Linked DNA regions of Zea mays: regions 1 and 2 are each linked to region 3. The links are chromatin contacts, called in public Hi-C maps. All regions are on one chromosome and are shown on one strand. The core of a region is the stretch at or near the end of the contact, and the rest is flanking DNA. Distances in the headings are between cores, read along the strand shown. Region 1 has its middle 51 kb from the start of LOC118476908. Region 2 holds the start of LOC103653308 (QWRF motif-containing protein 4). Region 3 holds the start of LOC732827 (wound responsive protein-like).

The links. Hi-C and Micro-C count contacts between places; a contact is called where the count stands out from the background.
Region 1: a Hi-C map of leaf shows a contact between it and region 3, with 2.9 times the contacts expected there. The contact joins the enhancer-like site here to the promoter of LOC732827 in region 3. A contact is called at or near these places in 2 of 25 Hi-C or Micro-C datasets (ear and leaf).
Region 2: a Hi-C map of ear shows a contact between it and region 3, with 2.1 times the contacts expected there. The contact joins the promoter of LOC103653308 here to the promoter of LOC732827 in region 3. A contact is called at or near these places in 2 of 25 Hi-C or Micro-C datasets (ear and leaf).

Annotation. Positions count from the first base shown.
Region 1 is chr4:62,581,798-62,584,497 of Zm-B73-REFERENCE-NAM-5.0, forward strand. No RefSeq gene overlaps it. Among protein-coding and RNA genes, the nearest start is that of LOC118476908, 51 kb to the right of the region's middle. Within about 2 kb of position 1,389, at least 12 of the 20 cell types and tissues checked have an H3K27ac peak or open chromatin away from gene starts, as enhancers often do. A contact at or near this core is called in ear and leaf, where this site is marked.
Region 2 is chr4:62,683,385-62,686,203 of Zm-B73-REFERENCE-NAM-5.0, forward strand. LOC103653308 (QWRF motif-containing protein 4) reads right to left here and starts at 1,345. Exons shown (of 6, transcript XM_008680245.3): 1 at 1-1,345. The coding sequence starts at 1,042.
Region 3 is chr4:62,275,544-62,278,243 of Zm-B73-REFERENCE-NAM-5.0, forward strand. It overlaps LOC732827 (wound responsive protein-like), which reads right to left and starts at 1,403. Exons shown (of 11, transcript NM_001112438.2): 1 at 1,201-1,403; 2 at 110-394. The coding sequence starts at 386.

The DNA of each region.
Region 1 (2,700 bases), core at 139-2,638, 310 kb after region 3:
CATTCTGTTTGTGGTTAGAAGATTTATTTGCAGCTAGTTGGTTCAACTTGTCATTCCATTTCGGCTCATTTCGTAAAATGTTCCAGCAATGAATGAATTAAAATGACCTGTTATCTTTATCCATCTGCCTTGTACAAAGTGCATGCATCAGCGAGCTGCACATATTGAGGTATTAGTTCCTGTCATGCATATTAAAAACAAGATTTAGTACATAATGAATTACCTTGTTTTCAAATGTCTTTCCACTTTCATTTCTACCCTCAATCCGCAACCACAGAACTTATTCACGGACTCTTGGATAGTGAACCATCGACGCATAAGTGAATTTTGGCTTCGATCCAGTATGATTTCCTTCGTTCTCGACATGGAAGAAATCATATATCCTAGCCCAATAAGCAGAACGCTTTTGATTTCTGCCTTCAATCGGATCGGTACTGATGTTCAACCAAGCACTCACAAGTAACAAATCCTCCTTGTCGTTAAAATTCTTCAACCTTTTCTTTGTTTCCTTTTGTGCTCCTACCTGTGCCCACATTTAGTGATTCCTGCTCCTCGAGTGGACTGCTCAAACCCATAGACATGCTGTGATCAATCCCATTCAGCAAGATGGGAGTGGTTTAAGGGACGCGTTGGAGGCTTGAATTTTCTTTTTTTTTTCCATAAAATTTCAGTGTAAGAAAGATTTTAAGGCGCCTTTTGGAGATGCTCTAATGTTCCAAATGCTTTTCTTCATTGTTTCAACGCTAGGAAGATTATCACAGAGTTTTTCTTAAGCCCTTATCACTTTTAGTTGTCAACATGCTGGGTAAAAAAATGCAATCCTCTTAAAAAAACGTTGTTTAAGCATTTTTCTTCAACGATGATAGATAAGGACACCAATGATAGATAAGGACACCAATCAGCCGCCGCCAGCGCACTTGAGGCCTCTTCATCAGTTAAATTAAGCATGAGCTTGTTCATCACTTGATCTCCCTGATGCGATCATGCGAGCAAGATCTACTAACATGCCAGGCCGTTCCCTTTGATGCTTTGACCAATCAGCAACCAGCCACAGCTGCGCGCAGACAAATCAGCATGCGAGCCACGCCGCCTGCCGACATGGCCGCCGCCCGAAGCGAGAGCACCATCATGTCTCCCGGAGCGGCGCCATCTTGAGCGGTCGACGAGGTCCCTGCCTCTGCCTGGCGCCTGCGTGCCCACGGTGGAGGCTGGCGCGGCCGACAGCAGGTCCCAGAATAAGAGCAGGGGGGCCGCGCGCGAGATTAGCGGCGCACACGGAGATGTACGGAGACGTTGACTGCGAGCTTGCAGTGGCAGTACTACGACTACAAGACAGCCGCAGGGACATCAGGAGCCGCCATGCCCGCGCGCCTGTTGGGCTTGAGGGCGCGCGCGCGCGTGGGAGCGCGTACGCGTAGTCGCACACCTAGCCACGCCACACGTGCCCCTGCGGTACGTACGTGGCGGCCGTCATCATGTGAGTGGCAATTTGTATCTCCGCATATTGCGTCGGATTGAAATTTGATATTGGCGATCGTGAATATATAATACCATTAAATTTTTTTAAAAACCTTTAACCACTCTTCTTATTAAAAATAATATATTATTATTTTTATTTGTTTTATCACTTAAGATAGTTTGTTTATACTTGACTTAAAATTTTTATATTTTTAAATAAATATTTTAAATAAGATAACCGATCAATGTTTTCGAAAAAATCAACGGTATCGTATATTTATGAATGGGATGTATTAATCAGTAACACATGGATATTGTCTCTCTCACTTTAGCCATCATCTAATTTGTAAAGTTCAACCAGGTGGACAGCTGGAAAATTTGTGGTACACTGCCAGACTTAAAGGCTTGTTTGGTTTACTACCTAACTTTACATATTTTGCCTAACTTTTTTGACTAAGGTTAGTTCTTCAATTTGGACGACTAAACTTAGGCAAAGTGTGGCACAATTAGTCGCGAACTAAACAGTCCATTAGTGCGTTCGTACAAGACGGTCGAAACAAGGATGACGCGGCCGTCGACACTACCGAATCCTTCGTGTTGATGAAGTCGTCAGCTGTGACGCAAAATCGGTCGACTTATTAAAGCAAAGCAAGATAGCGCAGGAATGTCCTGAAATATTGGCCCAAAAAAACTAGTAGCAGTTCGTTGTCATTTTCAATCTTGACGAAAGAATTAACTGTGCTATACTTTGCCTAAAATTAATCGTTCGAATTGAAAAACTAACTTTAAACAAAAAAAAAATTAGAAAAAGTGTGGTAAGTTAGGCAGTAAATCAAACATGCCCTAAGTCCCAACAACAAAGGCCTGCCTCGGTCCACCATGAACGTTCAACAGCGACTCCCTCGATCCATCCTCATGGTAGCTTTTTTTATATATTTTAAAAATATCTGAAATCTTAAAACCATGCCCCGCAGCCAAAAAAAAATAGCAGGTCGTCCAACAGGGGCTGCACTGCAGGGACATGTATGTAACTTTTTTTCACATTAGTCCATGCCGCTCCGCGGTGGTGGGGCGACTGACTGCATGCCCGTCCTGAGGCAACTTACAATGCCCCTGTTTGTTTCAGCTTCTTGCAGCTTCTGGCCACCAAAAGCTGCTACGGACTGCCAAACGCTCAGCTTTTCAGTCAGCTTCTATAAAATTCGTTAGGGTACAAACCATTCAAAATCAACATAAACACAT
Region 2 (2,819 bases), core at 95-2,594, 410 kb after region 3:
TCATCCGCGACGGGGTCTGGCAGGACCGGGAGGTAGTAGACGAGGACCGGCGCAGAGCTGGAACGGGCAGAGAAACGGCCTGCTTGATCGGGCGGCAGGTGGGTTTAGAGCTCTCCGACATCTGCGAGGAGGCGTCGCTGCTGGAGTCCGCCGCCTTGTCTTTCCTTCTCCGGTGAACGATCTGCGCCGTCTCGTTCGATGGTCCCCGCTTCACGCTCTTGCCGGTTGCTGCGCCTTCACATGGACGCGTCCTCCTTGGAGGAGAACGTCCTGCTGAAGCATCTGATGACGAAGAGGCGTCAGACCTGCTAGCCTTTTCCGCAGAAGCGGCGGTTGTCGAAGAGAGGCCAGCCATCATCCCCGGCCACCAGTGTTTATCGGCGAGGGCGACACTGTTGGCAGGGGACTCCGGAGGGCGAGCATTCTCGTGTTGGCTTTGGTCGCCGGTGTTGTTCTTGCTCGTGCTCCTTCCACGAGGTCGAGGGCTCGTGCTCGTCTTCCTCTCAGCCACAGCTCCTGGCCTCAGTCTGACCACCGGCTCTGAAGGTAGGCCACGGACTAGCCTGTCTACCTTACTGGCAGTGGCAGGGGACTGCCCGTGCTCTGCCTCTGGTCGAAGCAGGGGAGACGAGCACGAGCTCCGCGCCGACGCCCACGGGCGGTCGGAGTCTTTGCCCTTCCTTGCACGGGGTGGAGTGCCGTGTCCATCGGCGGCCGCGTCACGTGGAGACACGGCAGACGCGGACCTCGCCGCGGCCGAGGGCTTCAGCCGAGAGGACGGCGCAGGAGAAGGCGCGGCAGCCGACCGCGCTCCGTTGCACGTCGCCGAGCCGCCGTCCGCAGAGGCGGGGCCGGGGCTCGGAGAACCGCACCGCCTCGCTGCAGGAGCCGCCGGCGACACCGACACGGGCTTGAACCTCGAAGGGCTCTCTGTTCTCCGACCGGCGGGGGCTGCTGCATTGTTCTTCTCGGACGGCGCCAGCGGCCGCCTCTGTGCGGCAGCAGCAGCCTTGCTCCGCTCAGCCTTCATGATGGATTCCATGACGATGACGACGAAGGAGAATGGAATAGCCGCGCGCCAGAGAGGCAGCAGTAGTAGCACGCACCACCCACATCGGTGTGGCTCTCATCAAGGTACGCGCGCCCGTCCGCCACTGCCAGTGCCACGGCAAGGCCACGCCACGCGGGGACTACCGGAAAAGACAGAGACACGGATCCAACCACCGGGATAATCAGCCAAGATAGAAGCTAGCGTTAACCATCTCGGACGGACTAGAGAAGGAGCAAAACCCAGTCCCCCACCACACCACGTCGCGAGCGGGGCCAAGAACCCGGACCCGGACCCCCCACTCGGGGAAGCGAGCGCTACAGCGACGACGGCGCACGCTCTGGCCACCGGCGGCCGGTGCATGCCCGATGGCGACAGCCAAGTGCCGCGGTCACGCGCGCGCGCGCATTCGGCTATGGCCTATGGGTTAGGAAACCCTCCGGCCGGTTTGTTGCTACTGTAACGAGTCGCTCTCGTCACGGGGATGCCGTTGCCGTCATGCCGTGGACTGGTCCGCAACGGTCCCCTGGGGGAAGAAGAAGAAGGCTCTCTAGCTAGCGCAACGTGGGGCTCACAGGTCACAGCCATGGCGAGATGGAGGGCAGTGGACACATGCACTGCCGTGTGAATTTCCCGTGACTGAAGGTACTGCTAGTGTGCTAGCTCGGACGGACGGAATCAAGCGCGGCGTTTCCTGCTGCTCATACTCGCCGGCTGCGACGACGCTACCGGCTACCTGCATGGATGATGGAATCCATCATGGAAATCTTTGCGGCCGACAGCGACACATGATGGAGCGGTAGTAATAATATACAGCTTCGAAGCAGCAGGGGAACACATGGATGGTTCAGTAACACTTCAGCATTGTTGGTTCTACGCAGACAATGAGACAAGCCCACAAAATCCAAGCCTCCGTGGTTTAGAAAAAAAAAACCGGAGGAAACATATATAGCTGAAAAATAGTCCAAGAAACAAGCAAGATAGATAGACATGAAGAGTTACCGGCACGTTGGTAGCAGCGGCCCACGATAAATAAACTAGTATTATAAAAATGTAGCCAAATTGGCTTCGAGTTGAGCCGTTCTCCAAGTCCAGCGCGCCGCCACACCATGCGCGCGTTTCTGGATCTGAAGCGACCGGCGCTATCAACCTGGACGCACCCCCACGGTGAATCAAAATGCCCAATCGCACGGAAAGGGACGCTTGACTTGGGCGCAAAGGATTCGATGTAAAGGCGCCGTACGGTACGATACGGTTACTGGCTTGGTACAGCACAGCAGCGCGAAGAGGACGCCATGCGAAGCGAAGCGAGGAACACGGCTTGAATTGGTCGGCATATAGTTGGCCAAATGGCACTAACACGACGGGCCGGCACTGGCACGGCACTAAAAAGCACGGCACTGGCACGGCACGGCACGGACCTTTTAGTGCCAGTGCCGGGCACGGCCCGTTCTTAGTGCCGTGCCTGGGCCACCACTTGGGCCCGTAGGGTCGGCCCAGGCACGGCACGGTAAATTGGGCTGGCACGGCGCCGGCACGGCCCACCCAGCAGCCGGCCAGCAGTGTAACCCGCCCCCGGCCCCCACTTCCCAGTCCCCACTCCCCAGCCGCGGCCGCTCAGTCGCTCACTCGCTCACCCGCTCTCGCTCTCGCTCAAACCCTAACTCGCTCTCGCTCAGCCGCGGCCCGCGGGCGATTCGGCGGCGTCCGGCGAGCTCCCCTCTCCCTCGTTCCCTCCGGCCTCCGCCTCCGCTAAGCGCTCCGGTCTCCA
Region 3 (2,700 bases), core at 153-2,652:
GAGATAGGAAAATCAAGTCCAGAAAAGCAAATAAATAAAGCCTAATTAAAACTTGAATGTAGCACGGCATTCTCCATATAAAAGCTGACCACCTTGTGTGAAGAATTACCTGCTTCTAGCACAGTAGAATTAACATAATCTTCATCACTGTCGCTAAAGTTTCCAGCCATGTATCCATTGCCATCAGAAGACGAGCTGAAGCTACAGCATGGACCTATGTTCTTCGTAGATGGCTGAGAGATGGGAGAAATGAATCTTGAAACGTTCCTGTATTTTGAAATGGTCCCAAGCTGCCCGAATCTGGTCAGGGAGTTGTTGACCAGCGCAGCAGCAGGCGATTTGGCTTGCATTGCAGGGCGGCATAAAACTGGTCCCTCCATCGCCATCAACCTGACTACATGGCAGAAATGGAGCCAATAAAAATATCTGTCACGGTAATACCCGGATAATGTCGCGGAGAAAATAATCATCGTGTGACCTATAGTTACGGAAAAGTCAGAAAATGAAAAAAAAAATGATTCTTGCCCTGAGCCTATGCCACAACTATCGGTTTTCAGTTTCATGGCACCGACGTATCAACCTACAGTTTGGATTCAGAAGAGCTGGGTTGCGCTCTACAACCCTTGATCCATAGTTAAGTGCTGAACTTTATTTTGCATCTCAATCCCCAAAACGTAGCGTCGGATGCCTAACCACTTTGCTGAATCAAGCACCTAAACATGACAGCTTCACATATCACTGATCGTCCCCTTATACCAAGTTAATGATCCCATGATTCGCACATAATTATGCAAGTCCATCAACGCCGATGTAAAAACTATCTAACTCAACTGACCATTCGATTGCACTGATCGCCAAAGAGAAGACACCCCCAAGTTCGCGCCACACCCACCTCAGTTATTCAGGTGCAACAACAATCATACCCCCCAAACACCTTCAGCGCACCGTACCCAAGCATTACAAAGCGAGCAGAGACCAAGAGGACAAGCACGAATCCAGATCGAAGCTCCGCATCGAACAATAAACACTCATCCGCAGAAAACCAAATCCCGTTACACGAAGAGGAGCAAGCCGCCGCTGGTCCAATAAACGGGGGGAGAAAAGGAGAAGAAACAGAAGAGTCCACGAGATGGGTAACGAGTCCCAATGGTGTGCAAGGGAGCCGAAACAATCGGATCGCAGACCGCGTCAAGAACGAACCTGATTTGGAAAACGCACGAGGGAGTCCCAATGGTCTGCTTTTCCAGCAGCAATGGCCGACGCTCCTGAAAACCGAAGAAGCAGAGCACGAGGCAACTTGGGAGGAGGTTGGGAGGAGGACGAGCGACCGCAGTGGATTATTATTGATGTTTTTTTTTCCTTTTTTGTAGCAAGAGGGAGGATTATCGTTGGTTTGTTACGTTGTCTTCGGGCGGAAAAAAGAATAGAAAAGAGGTGGGATAACCTTTCGCTTTATTATTATTATCTAGAAGAGAGTGGAATAGAAGGGGTGGGCGAGCAATCGCTACCAAATAGTCTCTCCGGCACAAATTAACCGTACGTTGTTATCCATATTCAAACTCAACTCCACCAACACTACAGTATACAATACAGAACAGTAACAAATAGTATTTTTTGATAAACTTTAGATAAACTACTACAGATAGTCTAAGAGATATAGATAGACAGTAAGATATGTCAGATTTATAATCTGTCAAACTAACAAAGACTACAATAACCTATAAACTTCTGACGGTTATTGTTATTGAAAATAAGGTCTAACCCGTCAGACATAACTTATTTTCAACATCTTAGACCTTATTTTCAATGGTAATGACTCACCGATTTTAAACGGTCAAAAATAAGATTATTTTCGATGGCGACAGTTAGTGGCCTTCTATAGTTAACCCGCATAACTCTGTTGACGACGTCCGGTGGACCCCATCTATCTTATATCCTACATTCCTATGGTCACCACGAAGCCGTTGGACATAATGCATTCAAGTCCGACCACTTCCAGTTAGTCGTCGGAAGTAACAACTCTTTAAGTCTAACGACCACATTTAAGCCGTCGGAAATAATAAGTTCTAGGGAGATAAAAATTCTCCGCGCTTTTTTTTTGTTAATTCATACAATTCATCCAGATTCATACAGATCCACATTCACACATTCACATTCCCATTTGCAACACACATTTACATTTACAAAAATGATATTCACAACCACAAAACACATTCACATATAGTTCAACATCACTGTCGGAGAGGAAATTCTCCGACCGGGTGGCGGAATGCACCCGCCTAAATCCTTAGATGAGGAGGGGCCTAAGCGTTTTGCCTGCTAGATGGAATCGGGAAGAACACAAGAACACACAAGGGTTTAAAGTGGTTCGGGCCGCTGGAGCGTAATACCCTACTCCACTGTGTGTTGTATTGAGCTTGAGAGCTTGTATGAACTTGTGAGACTGAGTGTCTAAGTGAGCTTGAGCCTAAGTTGGGTCTGCCTTGTAACGTCGTGTGCTATCCCTTTTATAGCTCAAGGGGGGCACGTACAAGTATACTGAGCCCCGACATGTGGGCCCAGAGGCAAAATGGAAGGAAGTAACTACTACATGTAACGCCAGGGTGATCTCCGAGCGCCATAATGTCTGTAGTGCATATAGTATTGATACCCTGCGCTGCCTCCTCGGTAACGCGCGAGTGATGATGAGCATAGTGTATG